Linked DNA regions of Ovis aries: region 1 is linked to region 2. A link is a contact called in public Hi-C data. All regions are on one chromosome and are shown on one strand. Each heading gives the region's core, a stretch centred on a gene start, on an enhancer-like site or on the middle of the called end of the contact. The rest is flanking DNA. Distances are from core to core; before and after follow the strand shown. Region 1 holds the start of TMEM131L (transmembrane 131 like). Region 2 overlaps TMEM131L (transmembrane 131 like).

What was found. A called contact is a pair of places that touch in the nucleus more often than the background predicts.
Region 1: a Hi-C map of blood shows a contact between it and region 2, with 1.8 times the contacts expected there. The contact joins the promoter of TMEM131L here to the enhancer-like site in region 2. A contact is called at or near these places in 3 of 16 Hi-C or Micro-C datasets (all in blood).

The regions. Positions count from the first base shown.
Region 1 is chr17:4,392,559-4,396,525 of ARS-UI_Ramb_v3.0, reverse strand. TMEM131L (transmembrane 131 like) reads left to right here and starts at 2,327. Exons shown (of 35, transcript XM_042234253.1): 1 at 2,327-2,502; 2 at 3,176-3,246. The coding sequence starts at 2,379.
Region 2 is chr17:4,336,166-4,339,682 of ARS-UI_Ramb_v3.0, reverse strand. All of the region lies in intron 3 of TMEM131L (transmembrane 131 like), which reads left to right. Among named protein-coding and RNA genes, the nearest start is that of TMEM131L, 56 kb to the left of the region's middle. Within about 2 kb of position 2,267, at least 2 of the 54 cell types and tissues checked have an H3K27ac peak or open chromatin away from gene starts, as enhancers often do.

The DNA.
Region 1 (3,967 bases), core at 1,078-3,577, 57 kb before region 2:
TCATGAGTCAGCATGAAAAATACCTCCAGAGAAGGCTAAGTAGGTCAGATTTATCTAAGAAGACAGCTGTGTAATCCTGTATCCCTCTCCAACCCCGTGGCACTGCAGACATACTTCTGGCTTTTGAACAACAGTCAAATAGCATTACCAACTCTGTAAAGTCCACAAGACCACAACTTGAAAAATTAAGCTGACCTTTAAAAAGCTTCAGTAGAAATACAAAATAGAGCTGTATTTATGTACTGTCTATAGCCATTTTCTTCTATCTGTTAAGCCATTTTCATTGATTCTATGGTATTGACTGGTGTGAAAAAGTTTCAGCAAAAAGTAAAACAGTTTAAAAGTTATTAAAAAGAAGTTTTTGCCTGTGACTGTTTATTAAACTATTTAATAAAACCTGTTAGGTTGCCAATGGTTGCTTGCTTTTCTAAGTAGTATGGTCAGAAGACATATAAATACACATTGTAGGGACTTGCCTGGCAGTCCAGTGGTTAAGATATCATTTTCCATTGTAGAGGGTGGAAGTTTGATCCCTGGTCAGGTAGATCCCACATGCTTCTTGGCCAAAACCCAAAGAATATAAAGCAGAAGCAATACTGTAACAAATTCAAAAAAGGCTTTAAAAATGATTTACTTCAAAAAAAGTCAGAAAAAATACATATTGTAAATAAACAGGTCAGTGAGGGAACTTTCATGTAAAAACATACTTCGAAGCTGCAGTTACTACCTAAGTGGTCTAGGCAAGTATTCTTGTCTTAAGAGGCCTCCTTAACACAGTAAAAGATAGATCTTCAGAGTCAAAGGGGCAAAAGCAAACCTAGAGAAGTGAAATGAAGAGAAAAAAGGGACATGCTGGTTTGGGACTGGAGATTATTGCTAAGAAAGGCAGATGCTGGCAGGCAAGTGGGAAAAAGGCAAGGGATGGGAGGATACCAAAGAGTAGATAATGCAACATGCTTTTTATTTTTAACATGGAGGTTTTATATTTATGCTAATCTTCAATGTTAAGTTCTGGCCAAGCAATTAGGTTATTTAACCTTGTTTAGAGTTATGCGCAGACAGTGTGAGGCTGGGTTCACAGTACTGTATTATGTCCTTGGGAAAGAGAGGATCCATAATTGATTTAGTTCCCTCCGCATCTGTCCTGCTATTTGACCACTGCTTTCCCATTGTCTAGACTCTAAGGCACCAGAAGCAATTAAACAGAGGATCAATGTAAGCAGACAGGTGTGCCCCGGTCACTTCCCCTCTTTATATTGCTCTTATTTTTTGAATTTCATACAAGCTACTCTGGAAGCAGCAAATTTACTAAAAATATCTTAAGACTGCCAATACTTCCAGCTTGTGTAAATGGCTGAATAAACCCTTGCTGGTGATCCCGTTGGCACGGCATTAACTTAAAAGAGATCTCCGATCTTATGTGTACTTTTTGGTTCTAGGCATCAAAAAATGGAGCCAGAAAACACATTTCCGAGTATCACTTATATTTCCGCGGGAATGTTAGAGACAGGCAACTGACCACGTCCCAGACCGCAGCCAGATTTCAGAAGAGGCTGGCTAAAATTTGCAATAGTAATCCGAAGAGGAGTGTGTGCAGGGTCTTTGAAACTGTAAATCCTCTCCGAAGAGGCTTCCCCACCTGTCACAACTGGACGGTCTCCACCGAGGGTGCCGGGCGCGCCACCGCCACGCGGCGCTGAGGTCAGCCTCTCGGGTCTTGGGGGGAGCTCTTTTTATGCTAAATTACAGACTTCGCAGCCACCGGATACCCTCGCTGCAGACTGGCAGTAGCCATGTGGCTGCACTCGCCTTTCCGGACAACCAGTGCCTTATTTCCACTAATATCCTGTCCAGGGCCTCCCGCTGGGCGACTCCTCATCCCACCACCCACCACCACCCGGCGTCCCTGTGGGTCATAACGCGATCGTGGCCCGCGTGCCCAAACCAAGCGGAAACCAACCCAAAGTTCCTGGCGACAGTGGCCCGGCAGCCCTCCCGCCGGCCCTCAGAGCCCCTGTCACGGTCGCGGAAAATGCCCGGAGCCCCCGCCTCGGGGAGGCGGCCGCCGAGGGGCCTCGGGCCGGGCCCACGGCCGTGCTCCCCGCGCGGGGCGGGGCGGCGGCCGCGGCGTTCGCATTGTCCACGTTCCCCGCGCCCCTCGGCGTTCCGTCCCTCCCTATCAGTGGCGCACACGCGCGGAGCCAGCGGCGCGCCCGAGGCGGGCCGGCAGCAGCTGCGGCGGCGGCGGGGCGGGGGCGGCGCGGCGGCGCGGGGCGGGGCGGGCGGGCGGCGCGGGGGCGGGCCCGGGCGAGGCGGCCGGGGCGCCAGCGAGCGGGCGGCGAGCGCGGCGAGCAGCCGAGAGGAGCGCGAGCAGCAGCATGGCGGGGCCCCGACGCCCGCAGCCCGGCTGCTACCGCCGCACCGCCGCGGCCGTGAACCTCCTGCTGGGCGTCTTCCACGTTCTCCTGCCCTGCGGCCGCCCGGGAGGGGCTCAGGGACAAGGTCAGCCTGGCGCCGCTCCGCGGGCTCCCCTCTCCACCCCGCCCCCCCTCTTTCTTTTGGGGGAACCGCTGAGATCTGTAAGAGGGCGAGGGGAGGAACGGGAAAGGGGGAAGGAGAGCGGCTGCAATTCCGGGCTGGTGCCCTCCGCTCCCCGCGGCGTCCGCTCCCGCGCCCCCGGCCATCCGAAAGCTGGGCAGTCGCGGGGCTCGGGGACCGCTAGCCGCGCGCGCCCCGGCGCCTTTGTGCGCGGGCCCCGGGCGCCCCGGGCGCCCCGGGCGCAGCCCCCGCTTTGTGTGGCGCGCGCTGGGGCCCCGCCGCGGCCCGGTTTCCTGCAGCTTTGTTCCCGGAGCCCGGCCGCCAGGGCCGCGTCCCGCACTCGCCCGCCGCAGCTGCTACGGGATGCGGAGCTGGAGTCCCGCGGGGTGGCCTGCCTTCCCCCCAGCGCGAGAGCCCGCGAGCCCGCACGCCGTCTTCTCACAGTCCGAGGGGCTGCCGGCTCCCACCGGGTGCATTGTGTTCTGATCCGCGGCTGGCTCCTCGGGTGGCCTCCGCTTCTGGAAGGGAAGGGAGGCTTGTTTTGGTGAGGCGGGTGCACGGAGGAGACGATCGGGAAACAGGAAGCGTTTCTTTTCCGTGCATTAAAACCGCGGTGTGTTTTTTGGTGTTGGTGCAGCGATCGAGCCCATGCCGAACGTGGTGGAGCTGTGGCAGGCGGAGGAAGGGGACCTCCTGCTGCCCACTCAGGTGAGGACGGCCGAGGTGACGGGGCGGCTGCGGGCGAGCGGGGCGGGGGGAGGGGGAGAGGCTCCGAGGCCGCGGCCCCCCCGCGGCGCGGGCGCTCGAGCCACTTTGCAAGACAAATAAAGGGTCGGGCCGAGCCTGAACACCTGGCCACGGTGGCCTGCGCGGCCTCCTCCCGCGCCATGTGACAGGGCGTGAGTCACGCCGGCCCCAAGTTCAGGAGGTGGGAGCCGAGGCCACCTCAGCAGGGCCGCGGCCCGCGGCGCCGGTGCCCAGGGACAGGGCGGGCCCCTCGGCCGGCGGTGGTCCAGGGTGGGTGAGGGGCCCGTGCCCTGATCTCTCGGTGAGCCTGCTGTGTGCCTGAGGACCACCGGAAGATGCAGGGTTTATTGCAGAAATGCTTTGTTTGGATGAAGATGGGACTTTAAAGGATGGTGATCTTGGATCTTTTCCAGGTGCCTTTAATTTGTGTTAAAATACAGCCTCGTATCAAGAACTCGTATTTAATGCCCCCACTCCCACCCCACGAGATATAATGATGGCACTTGCAAAAACCGTTGGTGAAGATTGGCTGGACATTTGGCATCATGCAGGGTTTACCAGTGCCAAAGAGTAAGGCAAAGCCTTTGTGTTGAAGATTTTTTAACTGTAGGAGAAATTGAGAAATTTTCATTGACTGCAGATGTGCATATTTAAATATAATATTGTCGACTGTCTTTAAGCA
Region 2 (3,517 bases), core at 1,018-3,517:
TCAATGGAATAGAAAAGCTGAAAGCACCGTGAATAACTGAGTTTTTGTCTCAGCATTAACTCACCGTGGAGAGGTCTGTGTGTGTGTGCGCGCGCGTGCGCGCGTGTGTGCATGTGTGTGCGTGTGTGCGTGTGTGTGTGTGTGTGTGTGTGTGTGTGTGTGTGCTGTTTCAGGGAAAGGGGAAAGACCGGTGAGACTCTGGTATGGCTCTAGTATGCAAAGGGAGAATTTGGTAAGGTACTGAGAAATTTCCCACTGATTAAATCATGTGTGAAGTTTCAGAAGAGAATGACAGGCTTTGGTATATGTTAGTATGTGTTTACTGTGGGCCCAGTCGGTAAGGCGTCCACCTGCAATGTGGAAGACCTGGGTTTGATCCCTGGGTCAGGAAGATCCCTGGAGGAGGTCATGGCAACCCACTCCAGTATTCTTGCCTGGAGAATCCCCATGGACAGAGAAACCTGGTGGGCTACAGTCCCTGGGGCTGCAAAGAGTTGGATACGATTGAACGACTAAGCATGAGTTAAGCACATTTACTGTAAACCCCGATGTCCTAACTTGGTGCCCAGGCTCTGTCCGAGGTCTCCCCATCACCCCTGAAGATGGATCAGACCTAGTTTTCAGCTTTCTGCTGTGACACACGTGCTGTCCTTTAGCTGTTTGCCAGCGGGGCCTCCTCTTCCGTCTCTGCCCCCGTCAGGACAGGGACTGTCCTGGACATCCTACTTGTTAGGGCCTTACGGACTTTGAGAGACTTGAGCCAGTGGTTTATTTCCTATGTTTTCAACTCTTGATCACCAACCACGTACGTGCCCTGTGATCAGCGCGTAGTCTTCACATGCAGAGCTTGTCTCCTAGCCCTCCTGTGGCGGGGGCGGGTGGGGCGGCCTGGCTGTGTGTGTGAGGAGCCTGTTACATGGGTGGTGTGAGCCAGCAGCTGCAGGGGGCCTCCTGGGTGTGCTGGCCAGCTGGAGAGATGGGGGAGAGGTGTATAGTGCTGCTGCTCTTTGCTTAGAGATTTGGTAGAGAAAGTTCTCTGGGATTCCATCAACACTTGTTTGGATGTCTTGTATAAATATTGTCTGATTTGCTTGCTTGGGGCTGAGCTCTCAGTGAAAGCTGCTGAGTGACAGAAGCTGCGATAGAAGATTACTGTTGGTAGCCCCGTATACAGATTTTTGAAGCTGAAGACTTTGTGCCCAAATCCAATCACTTACTCATGCCACAGAAATTTGAAGTTTTACTTAAACTTCAGGTGACGTTAACACCATAGAAGGAGAAAAGCTGGGATACAGGCAGGAGTAGACACTTTAAATTGGCCATCTCTACCTACTAGTGAACACATTTACAGTGTGGAAAATGAGAAATTTGAAACTTTAATTCTTGGGTGTGCATAGGAGGGAAACGACAGGCAAATGTAATTTTAAAGCAGATATGTGGACTTCCTGGCGGTCCAGTGTTTGAGTGTTCACCTGCTGGTTCCATCGCTGCTCCAGGGGGATGCCACAAGCCAAGGAGCCACGGAGCCCATGTACCACACCTTCTGAGCCCTCCAGCCCTAGAGCCCGTGCTCCACAACGGGAGAGGCCCGTGACCACAACTGGAGAAAGACTCAGCGCAGCCAAAAATAAATAATCTCAAAAAAAAAAAATCAAACCAGTCAGTCCTAAAGGAAATCAGTCCTGAACATTCTTTGGAAGGACTGATGTTGAAGTTGAAACTCCAATACTTTGGCCACCTGATGTGAAGAACTCCCTCACTGGAAAAGACCCTGATGTTGAGAAAGATTAAAGCTTGGAGGAGAAGGGGACGACAGAAGATGAGATGGTTGGATGGCATCACTGACTCGATGGACTTGAGTTTGAGCCAGCTCCGGGAGCTGGTGATGGACAGGGAGGCCTGGCGTGCTGCAGTCCGTGGGTTGCAAAGAGTCGGACACGACTGAGCTGAATCTCAAAAAAAATCCGATACCTGAATGCATGCGTGTATGGTCTGGCCAGTTTAGCAGCAGGGATGCAGGGAGAAGGGCCCTCTTTGCTGGTGGGGGTGCATCCTTGTTGGTCCCCATCAGAGCCGAGCGGCTCATCAGGCTTAGAGACAGATACTCCCTGAGTCTCCAGGAAGGCAGCCCGTTGGTTCCTATCACACTGTCCTTTCATACAGGGCCTTTTGAAGAACCGGCACTGCCAAGTGTCTCTTCTGTGTAGGAAACAAGAGTCGATGCTGTGGGTGAATAGGGAAGTTTGACAGCCCTTGACCACGGGGAGTTTACACTGTTCATATAAAAACAGAACCGGTGGGGTAAAGCCCGGTGCGTGTAGGTCCCATGGATGAGGCAGGCAGCAGCGCCGGCCCAGGGGCTCTTGTCAGGCCAGGAAGGGGCGCCCCCTTTGCTGGACAGCCGGATCAGCTTCCTCCTCTCTGGGCTGACTCGGGGCGGGGGGGCGGTGGTCTCTTGGGTATCATCCGTGGTCCGTCTTTCTAGGTGCTGATTTTACTTAAGCTTTGGGAGGGAGGTTTTTTTTTTTTTTCCTAATCGTAAAATGAACCCTAAAGGTGGAATGTTAGTTTTCACCCATTTTAAAAATAGACAACTAGCCTTTAATTAGTTCTCACATTTACAGCAGGAGACCTTGGAGGCCTCAGGCTCCTGGAGTTGAGTGTTCTCTGATGGGAGCTGAGGGCAGGTGGAAGGAGCACTGGTGGGAGCCGGAGAAGGGCTCAACCCCGCGCAGACTTCTCCCTTCCCTTTGCTCTGGAGTTAGTTAATGGGAAGCCCTGCGGAACCTTCTGGGTGTGGTTGTGGCTTCTGCTTTTTCTCTTGAAGTCTCTGGATCCAGCACGTCCACGGCTTCCTGCAGGTGTAGAGCGGTTTCAGTGGGAGGAGGGGGTGGAGATCCTTGCAGTCCACCCTGGGAAGCCAGTTCTGGGTATGTGACTCGGGGGTGACAGGGTGATGGGGGTCCACGCTGGGAAGCAGCTGGGCCCAGGTGGGCAGTACGCAGGCTGCAGGCTCTCTTGGCTGTGTCGTCTCAGGCCTCGTTTCTGTTTGCGTAGTCTGGGGGCCGTGCCCGCTCTTCTCGCTGATTTTGGGTGTGGAGAGAACGTGGATCAGGCTCCTGTGTACTGGGGATTCAGCAGATGGTGGCGGCGGCCGTGTTGAGGGTGATGGTGCCGGTGCCCCTTGCGGGGAAGGGGCTGGCTGCTGCTTCAGGGAAGAGTCTGGGTCCTGGCCTTTCAGGCAGGTCTTGCTCAGTGCACACGTCCACCCTTGACATTCTGGTTAGGAATTAGGTACTCTCCTTGATAACTGCTAGAAGCATTGTGCATGACTCGAAAAATACATTAAATTCAGGTGGACAATAAATTCCTGAAGCTTGTTCCTTTTCAAAACTTACTTAGTAGTGACCCAGTATATTTAATGTGTAATACAGAGTTTGCCATTGTGATCATTCAGTGGCATTAAGTCCGTTCCCACTGTGGAGCAGCCGCCACCACCCATCCACGGGACTCTCTG